3 separate regions of the Sus scrofa genome follow, and all the other regions are linked to region 1. A link is a contact called in public HiChIP or PLAC-seq and promoter capture Hi-C data. All regions are on one chromosome and are shown on one strand. Each heading gives the region's core, a stretch centred on a gene start, on an enhancer-like site or on the middle of the called end of the contact. The rest is flanking DNA. Distances are from core to core; before and after follow the strand shown. Region 1 holds the start of CLHC1 (clathrin heavy chain linker domain-containing protein 1). Region 2 holds the start of PSME4 (proteasome activator complex subunit 4). Region 3 holds the start of ERLEC1 (endoplasmic reticulum lectin 1).

The links. Promoter capture Hi-C pulls out the DNA fragments that hold promoters and counts their contacts. HiChIP or PLAC-seq counts read pairs in DNA pulled down with a chosen protein or histone mark.
Region 2: a contact with region 1 is called in an H3K27ac HiChIP or PLAC-seq map of alveolar macrophages. The contact joins the promoter of PSME4 here to the promoter of CLHC1 in region 1. A contact is called at or near these places in 1 of 5 promoter capture datasets (fetal liver) and 1 of 2 datasets of contacts at active chromatin or transcription factors (alveolar macrophages).
Region 3: a promoter capture Hi-C map of liver shows a contact between it and region 1, with 13 times the contacts expected there. The contact joins the promoter of ERLEC1 here to the promoter of CLHC1 in region 1. A contact is called at or near these places in 1 of 5 promoter capture datasets (liver) and 1 of 2 datasets of contacts at active chromatin or transcription factors (alveolar macrophages).

What each region holds. Positions count from the first base shown.
Region 1 is chr3:85,990,821-85,993,889 of Sscrofa11.1, forward strand. CLHC1 (clathrin heavy chain linker domain-containing protein 1) reads left to right here and starts at 1,487. Exons shown (of 10, transcript XM_021087534.1): 1 at 1,487-2,092. It overlaps RPS27A (ubiquitin-40S ribosomal protein S27a), which reads right to left and starts at 1,437. Exons shown (of 6, transcript XM_003125136.5): 1 at 1,358-1,437; 2 at 1,196-1,260; 3 at 672-726; 4 at 167-252. The coding sequence starts at 1,243.
Region 2 is chr3:87,229,876-87,232,990 of Sscrofa11.1, forward strand. PSME4 (proteasome activator complex subunit 4) reads left to right here and starts at 1,635. Exons shown (of 47, transcript XM_003125150.6): 1 at 1,635-2,132. The coding sequence starts at 1,891. ACYP2 (acylphosphatase-2) reads right to left here and starts at 1,501. Exons shown (of 5, transcript XM_021088229.1): 1 at 1,310-1,501.
Region 3 is chr3:87,388,222-87,391,412 of Sscrofa11.1, forward strand. It overlaps ERLEC1 (endoplasmic reticulum lectin 1), which reads right to left and starts at 1,593. Exons shown (of 13, transcript XM_003125148.4): 1 at 1,238-1,593. The coding sequence starts at 1,399. It overlaps ASB3 (ankyrin repeat and SOCS box containing 3), which reads left to right and starts at 1,742. Exons shown (of 10, transcript NM_001205042.1): 1 at 1,742-1,794.

The DNA of each region.
Region 1 (3,069 bases), core at 237-2,736:
CACTGTGATACAACATGCAAAACCCAAAATGTCAGACTGTAGCAGCATTTCTCAATTGTCAGTGTAGGAAGCACCTGGGAACCTACTCTAATCTAATGCTATTCTTCTCACTTTTGTTATTGGTCAAAATTTCCAAACTAAGACCTGTTCTTTCTGCCATACAGACCTTTTGAATGTTGTAGTCAGACAAAGTACGTCCATCTTCCAGTTGCTTGCCAGCAAAGATCAGTCTTTGCTGGTCAGGAGGAATCCCTAATTAGATTAAAATAAATAAATAAAATTAAGTGATTGCAAATCAAGCATATCTGCTCAAGATTTACAATCCTGAATCAAATAAATGGTACTAATAGTCATCAGTGGTTTTTGCTACAGACAATGTCTAAAGTAAATGTTTAATTTTATCTTATTTAATCTTAATACGGGTTAACATGATCATTTTATAGCTGATAACAGATGTAAATTAACTAGTTCATCTAAACTCACACTTGTGAAGGTACTGCAGCTTAGCCCCATGCCAAAACATTTGTCTACTGTCTTAGTTCAAAAGCGTTTTTGTCAACCTGACCTCTTCCACCCCACCAAAAGCATTTATGTCTAATGGCCTGAGCCTCTACAGATGAGTTTTAAAATGATTATATTAATCCATATTGAGATTAGTTTTAAAAAATTACCTTCCTTATCCTGGATCTTAGCCTTTACATTTTCTATTGTATCCGAGGGTTCGACCTATAAGTTTTGAAATGCAAGTATATTAGTAACACAAAAGAAACTAAAATAAACGCTCAATTCAACTTGAAGCTTGCTCAGGTACGCAGCCTCTGGGGACTGAAGTCACCCACGCCTCTTGATTTCTCTACACTGGGCGGGCTCCCAGGCACGCACACTTCCTCCCCCAGCCCGGGCCACGGCGGTGGCAGCCGAGCCACACGTGCTCGCGCGGAGCTGCGGGGGACGCCTCCCTCCCGCCACGCCAACCCGGCTTCAGCTACCTGGCCGGGACGAGGTGACAGGCTCGGACCTTTTACCGAAAACCTGCCCTAAGCCCTTGCTCAGCAGTAACAACGCTCACTTCAAAGCCAGGTTTCAGAGGGCAGGCTCGGAAACGTACTGCAAAGCAGAATACAGCGCGAGTGCCGAAATCCGCCTCAAGCCCCCCTCCTTCAGGCCGTGCCTTCTGCCTCTGCCTCGCACGTACCTCGAGAGTGATGGTCTTGCCCGTCAGCGTCTTCACGAATATCTGCATCTTGGCGGCGGTTCCACCTGAGCGTGAGGAAAAGAAGAAAATGAGTGAGATTTGGGTACAAAGAAGGGCTACAGCGGGCCCCGGGGCGGAGAAAGACCTAGAGCACACACTCACCACAGATGGCGGATCCGAAAGGAAGGGCGCTCCGACGGTCCAAGGCTTTCCCGACGTCCCCCAAGGCCCCGCCTCCTAGGCGTCCATGCAATGCCTGAGCGCTGTCGTAGCGGCTGTCCAACCACATGCCAGACCAAGTCGTGACCTAGCTTCTCTTTTCTAGCCTGGCTTACTTTTTATTTTAACCTCCAGAGTGCTCTCTAAGTAGTAGACTTAAACAACTCAAAAATTGTTTTTAAAAAGCTTTCTCCCTCTAGTTGACGTGGCCAAGAGGGTCTTTCAAAGGGGGTGGGGTTGAGGGGGGGGCCTCACGAGGGAAAGGGAGGAAGTAGAAGTCTTTTCTGGGAACTGTAGTTTTCCAACGCTTTCTCTTTTTTTTAGGACTTCTTGTCCCGAGATGCAGTTCCACACGCCCGGGTTTCCTGGTTACTATACCTAGTTACAGCCTAGCGCTGGAGTTGGGGTTTGCTGAAGGTGGTTAAGGTTAGGTGGGAGCAAGGGTGAAGCGCAGTAATGGTTTCGGGGAAAGTGTAAATGGCTTGGAAATGGTTAGGAGGAAAAGTTAGGAGGCTGGAAAAGGGTGGAGGAACCAAAGTGTTGTTCATCCCCTTACATAAGCGGTGAGGGGCGGAGGATCAGCCATCTACCACCGAACGCTTCCCGGTTCTTCAAGGGAAGGGCATTCCTGTGGCCAACTCCAGGCAAGCTGAATAGGTGATGCTCCTAAAACCTTGGGTCGGTCTTTTTCTCGGCCTATAGCCCCTCCCCACCTTCAACCCCCTAGGCTCCCCTAGTCTGAGAAGGTTCTGTCTAGTGTGTCACTTCGAGGTGTGCAATGGCTTAATATGTTGAAAAACGTCAGAAGTTTTCAAATTTTCTAATGAAGCCATAGGGGAAAGAAACCTGCGGAATGGTTCTTTATTGTAGAGTTTCCAAGTTTAGACTTTGGAATTGTGGTGAAAATCCTAAGAGGAAATTTTTGAAGAATGTGGGGCGCTCTCCCGGCGAGGCGGGCGGGTTAGCACTTCCCCTGGCCTTTCTCCGCTGTACAAACCACAGAATCCTTATACACACCCCTCCTATTGTCTAATTACTTTATTTCTCTGTGCCCTCTCCTTTGCATCCCCATCCCCACGTTCAGGTCCTCCTTAATTTTTTTTTTTTAATGATTTTTACCTTTTCCATTATAGCTGGTTTACAGTGTTTTGTCAGTTTTCTACTGTACAGCAAGGTGGCCCAGTCACACATACACATATACATTCTTTTTTTCACATTTTCATGTTCCATCATAAGTGACTAGTAGGTCCTCCTTAATTTTCTCTGTTCCCAGTCTTTCTTTTCTAACCTACCTTCACTGTTGCCTCCAAAATATTCTAAAAAATAAAAAAATGATTATGTCATTATTTTAATTCACCTTCAAGATGAAATCCAAATTTCTTTTTCCTTTTTTTTTTTTTTTTTTTGCTTTTCAGGGTCACACATGTGACATATGGAAGTTCCCGAGCTAGGGGTTGAATTGGGGAGCTGGAGCTGCCTGCCTACACAACAGCGTCAACAGCTCAGGATCTGAGCTGCTTCTGTGACCTCCACCACAGGTCATGGCATCTCCAGATTCCCCAACCCACTGAGCAAGGCCAGGGATTGAACCCACACCCTCATGGATACTAATTGGGTTTGTAACCCACTGAGCCACAATGGGAACTCCAAATTTC
Region 2 (3,115 bases), core at 385-2,884, 1.2 Mb after region 1:
AATGAGCCATAATGGGCACTCCCGCCTGTTTATCTTTTAGCAATACTCTATATCTCATTCCCTCCATTCTACCTATATGCTAATCCATATCCCATTTCAGATGACCCTCCTGATCCATACACCAAAATATTTTTCCATCCTTCAGGCATTCTGCTTCCATAGCTGTTTCTGCTGTGTTCTCTTAATTCAAGGGCTTCACCATATACTGTTTCCTAAGCCAGAAATCTGACATTGTCTTGACTCATTCCCTCTGTTTTACTCTTCATGTCCAGTCAACTACCAAGCGCAGGCATTTCAACGGACATGAGCGCCACCATTAAGTCACATCTCCTTAAAGGGTCCACCAGCTTCCAATTTTATCTGTTCTAATCCATTCTCCACACAAACCCAGAGTGATTCTTCAAAAACATAAATTATATAATGCCTCTTCTATGCTTATCAATTTTCAGCTTCTTGTTGCCTTTAAGATAAAGCTCTAGGAGTTCCTGTCATGGCCTAGCAGAAACAAATCTGACTAGTACCCATGAGGACGCAGGTTCTATCCCTGGTTGGGGTCGGGGATCTGGCATTGCCGTGAGCTGTGGTGTAGGTTGCAGACTTGGCTCAGATCCTGCATTGCTGTGGCTGTAGCATAGGCTGGCAGCTGCAGCTTAGATTCCACCCCTAGCCTGGGAACTTCCATATGGCACCGCAGCTGCTCTAAATAAGACCAAAAAAATAAATAAATAAATAAAAATTTTTAAAAAAGGATAAAGCTCTAAAAACTCCCTAGCATGTCCTTCTCAGTCTCAGTAATTTACTCCCCTCTCTACTAACCGCCTGCAGTCATTCTGAACTTTGAATTCCTGGAATGCAGGCTTGCAGCCTATGCTGCTCCCTCAGCTGAAATATATGTATGTTCCTCTCTCTTCTTTTTCTAATCGGTTCGGCACTTAACCCTTAAGCTCAACGCTACATGTAATTTCTAGGAAACCATCTTAAGTTTCCCAGAAATACAGTGTGAAGTCATCTTTAGGTGTTCCCAAGACATTCTGTACTTATCTAGCAGTATTGTCTTGTAATTGCATATTCTCTAATCAAGAGATCCACGCGATGTAAAGCCCCTGGAGCGCAGAAACCAGGTGCTCTAAAACTTTCCAACTCTAGGGCCTAAAATAAGTGTCTGACACACAGTAGTAGTTCAATTAATATTTGCTGAATGTTGAACTCTTTTCTTTGGAATGAGGGCGGCCAAAAGAATGCCAGAAAGACAAGGGCTTAAAGGGGTCACTAAAAAATCGATAAGCAGCAAGTGGGACGGATAGAGTACCTAGGTTTTTCCATAAACTCGGCATGGGGCACTACGTCGACTGTCTCATCGGAGGCCACGGCGACTAGCGGTTCCTGAGGGCAGCCGCAAGCAGTGCGAGACCCTAGGCGAGGAAGGACAATAACTTGGAATTCGGACTCGATTTCCGGCGGGACAGCCTCGCGCTGGGCCGCTGAGGCCCAGGGGTGGGGGCTCGGAGCCCGGCCCACAGGGAGGAAGGCGCTGCCCGCTGGGCTGCCTCTGCGGCCGCCTCCTCCTCCGACGCCGTCGCCCCTCCCCACCCCGCCCCGCCCCGGAAGTGACTTGAGGCCGGTCCGGAACCTCCGGGCCCGGCGGCTGCAGCGTCACCAGCCGAGCCGGTGCGGAGCGGGCTGAGCGGCCGCTGCCGCCGCCAACGAACCGGGCACCGCGCGGGGGTCAGCAGCGCGCCGGCCAGGGGAGGGGGCCCAGCAATAGGGCAGAGGGTTACGGGCCGCCGGCGGCCGCAGGGCGACGACGACGCGGAGGAGGCGGAGCCCGGAGAGGGGTGGGGGCCGGGGAGGGTTAGGGTGGGAGGGGGTTGGGGGGTTGTCCCTGGGCTCATGGAGCCGGCCGAACGGGCAGGCGGCGGGGATCCCTCGGAACCGGGCGGGCGTCCAAGTCCGAACCCGCGGGGCTTCGTCCCGCAAAAGGAGATCGTCTACAACAAGCTGCTGCCCTACGCCGAGCAGCTGGACGCCGAATCCGACTTGCAGCTGGCCCAGATCAAAAGCAACCTGGGCCGGGCGGTGCAGCTCCAAGAGCTGTGGCCCGGGGGCCTCTTCTGGACTAGGAAACTCTCCACGTAAGTGTTCCAGGGCCTGCGGAACGGACTAGAGGCGAAGGCTTGGTTTGAGGGCGTCCGCGGGAGGCGGGGGGACGGCTCTTTGTGGGCACCGGACCCCTGCACTCTCATCTCTGTCCGGTTAGGGCGGATCGTCTCTGTGCTGTAGTCCCAGGGCCGCGACCGAAGCCTGGGTAGCACTCAAGGTTCCCTAACACTTTCCTGTGGGATCTCCCTGGTCCTCACCAGCCCATTACGTCCTCCGCAGCTGCTTTTCCCCAAGATTTCGTGTTGTTGTCTTCCAACATTCGGGGCCTCAGGGAGCGAGAGGGCTTTGGGCTCCCAGGGGAAAGAGGTGAGCGGTCCCCCAAGGGTCCTTCTTGGACCTTTGCCCACTTCGGGGCGAGTGGAGAAGATTGGTCTTTGGGTGAGCAATTCGACTTTTTCTGGTGTTGCCTTCGATTCTTTCTTCCCCCATGGTCCCTGCCTCTTCCTGTCCTTTATTTCGTGTCTACTAACTTTCTGAATGAGAAAAAGGCCGTAGGGAACTTACGGTTCTGCTTTATTGGGCCTTCTCAGCCTTCGTGGATTTCATTGAAAGGATTGGTTTAAATCAGCCGTCAGCGCATTCTTGAGCTGTGTACTATACGTTAATGTTGAGAATGTTGAGTCTTAGAACCTCGGGAAAGAGTATGTTGCTCCTGTTGTGACATTTCCTTTGGAAATGAGCGGTACTAAGGAAAATAGAGAAGAGAGCTGTCAGGCTGTCCCGGGCGTTATTGGTATCGGGCTTATGTTAATTTTTGAGTTGCTTATAGATTACCTAAATCCGTTTCAGTTCTGTTCTTCTTTTGATACTTTTTGTTGTTGCATAAACTGGCTGCAAACTATATTGCCACTGAAATTTAGAGGAAACCGAGTAAAATACAGTTGGAGGAAGGTTAGAGGCTTAATTTGCTAGATGTGTCTTCACTGTGTCAGAAGAACTTTTTTTTTTTCCAGAA
Region 3 (3,191 bases), core at 343-2,842, 1.4 Mb after region 1:
ACTAAAGCATTATCATTCCAAGCCTCCTAAAGTTATAGCTAACTTACAGTAAACTTTTATATGAGTATTTTAATATATCAATATTTCCTAGTATTAATAAAAAGATATATCAGGTTTCTTAGAGAAATACTTACTTAGATAAACTTGAGAACCACTGACTACCAGAAATGAAGAAGTGAAAACTGAGAGGTGGCAAAACAAACCACAAATATTAGCAAAAATTAACATTTGCAAATAGAAATCTATTGTGGTAATGATGACATCCCTTACCCTGGTAAATTCTGTACTGACATCACAGTTTCACTTATTCACGTTTCAGTGAAAGAGTAGCAGAATAACACACTAAAATAGTTTTCCAAGTAGAAGGACTGCAGGTAGTGGAATAAGTATTAAAAAAAAAAAAAAAAGATATTTTGCATTTTCCTGGTCTTCTATTGGAAATAAATGTATCAATTACCCATACGGTAAGTATCACAAGAGCACAATTTTTATTGGCCTACAGTGGATAGAAAGACTCTTCAGCAGTCTACTTTCCAAAGGGAGAAGTGCAAATTTTCATTACTTTGAGGTAATACATATGTTCTTCAACGTAGGAAATCCAATTATAAAATTTCACGTTCTGGAGTCTTAAATAATAGCTATAGTAAATACATGAAAACTGTAAAGGATATTCTGCATACAGCGTCATTAACTTCTCACAGGCCAAATAGCACTCTCAGAAACAACTTGGGAAGGGAAAAGAGGGCCTTATACGTATATGTATTGTGTGTATATATGAGAGAAAGAGCGAATATGAGGAAGAGAACTCTTATTCACAGTAGAACTGGTTGTGTGGGAAGAGTGGTGTGTAATACTCCTGGAAGGAGAGAAGGCTTCTGGTGGAGGAAGAGCTGCAGATGACTTTACAAAAAGATAGATGTGTGCGCCCGACGATGTTCTGGGACAGCTTCTTCCACAGGGTGGGAGTGTTGGTAAGGTCAAGTGAGACAGATTTTTAAAGGGAGAGAGCCTGTCCCGAATGCGGAGCATGGAGGGCACATCCCAGACAACGTAGTGGATAAACATTTGCTGTATGAATGAATGAAAGCGGGGTCAGTGAAGCTTTGTATTGGGGAAGGAAGTGTGCGCCTAGAGAGAAGGTTCTACGGGTAAAAAGCAAAGAATACCGAAGGAAGGGGCCGAGCCCTTGAGCGCTAGGAGGAAGAGAGATGGCTACCGGGTTCGCGAGGGCACTGACCAGAGAGAACTCGGTGCCGGGCCAGTTGACTCGGAAAGGGATGTCATCGCTGAGCTGGGGCAGCGCTCGGCCGCCGCCGGACGCCTCTAGGAGACCGCAGAGGACAAGTAACACCTGTCCGCCTGGGACCAGACTCCGAGAGCCGCCGCCTCCTTCCTCCATCCTCCGCCGCCGAGTTTTCCAGCCGCCGCCACAACCTCCTCGGCCCACAGAGGACGAGAGGAGGGGGAGGAGGAGAAGGAGGCGGCGGGACTACCAAGCGGCCAGGGAGCCCTGGGCCCAACCGCCGCCACGTCTCCTTCCGGAGAGCCCTACAACACCGCCCCCGCCCCCTTGGGCTTCCCGCCACCGTTTCCGGGGCGGGCGGCACATCAACATCCGGGGTCGCTGAGCCGAACGCCTACGGAAGCCGGGACATCAGCCTGGTTTCTCGGGTTTCCAGCAACTGCGGTCTCGCGGCTGGCAGCGAACACAGCGGTCTCCCGGAAAGGGACCCTGAAAGACCCGGCCTCCGACCAGCCTTTTTGGCGACGAAGAAGTGGCTGCACGCCGAGCCGGTGAGTCCGGGAGGCGGCGGCCACTCCCTCCCGCCACCCGCGAGGTTCCAGAGGGTGGGTGGAGGCTTGGCCCTAGCTAGAGCGTCTAGAAAACAGTGTGAGCGCGGGCGGGTGCTGGTTTTGAGATGCGAGTATTGGGTGTAGCGATGAGAAATGAGAATTGGCGCTGTTCCTGAATTCTCGCTGCCCTTCTTTCTCCTTTTCTCCGCACGTAAGCATCTGTACACTTCATCTTTCCCGCTCAGGCTTCTCTCCGCCTCCTTTGCTGCGGTCACTTCAGTACTTTCAACTCTTCCCAGGGCGGTTGGCGTAGCCTCTGCAGCTCTGGGTTCTGGCAAACTTGAGCTGAGGAAACCTGTCGTCCTCCAGTATAAAAATACTGCGATTGTCCAAGGGTGGCATGGTCGGAGACTCTGCTTGTGGGGACCGCAGCTAGTTATTTCAACCCCTACTTTTTTTTTTTTTTTCTTTTTTAACCCCACATGGGGCTCCTCTTTCAGTCCGGAGTTCAAGTGTTGAGTTGCTGGTCTGTCAAGGAAGCTGATAAATTTCCTTAGATGAGGTTTAGGGTCAGGGGAATGTAAATTATGAACTCACATGCGATTTAGGCACGTCTGAGTGCGTTCAAGATAAAACGAAAAGTTTTCGATTCCCCTCCCCCCCCTTTGAAAATGCCATTGTTTTAATCTCCAGTATAATAGGCTATAGCTGTAGAGCTCCTATCATTGTTTTTCTGGGGGTGGGAAAAGCTAAACCTTTTTGCTATGTCTGCTAAAAGACTGTGTCGTTCGTCGTGCCCACTTCCCTCGCCCCAGCAATTTGAGTCAAATAAAAAAGCAGGAAGAGCAATCTATTTTTCGTCTTACAAATTTCCTTTTTTAAAAGCATAGGGAATCCAGAGTGTCAAAGAAAATAACTTTGTTCCAGGATTGAGATGTTGTTCATTGATTAAGGTACTTTTTAATGCTTAATGTGTGCGCTAACGCTGGAATTGGTAAATGGGAAATAAATGGGTTTCTGTCCTCCCCATCTCTCACTGTCTAGCAAGGGAGATTACATGGACAAAGAATGATAACCTATTGTGGAAGTAATAAAGCAGTTAACATTAATACAACATGTACTTTTTGCACTAGTCTAAGTACTTTATATGTATTATGAGGCAGATAGTGCAGATTATATGTAGTATAGGGATGTTAGAGTGGAGCAATAAGGCAGGACAGGGGTTGGGCACCTTGGTTCAGACCTCTAACCCCCAGAACTGTGCAGCAATAAATTTCTGTTGTTTTAAGCTGCCCTGTTTGTCATAATTTGTATCGCAGCCCTAGGAAACTAATCTAGGGGTCAAGTGTGGAAACAGGGAGACCAATTAGGAAGCTAGTAGCAGTGATGATGGGAAG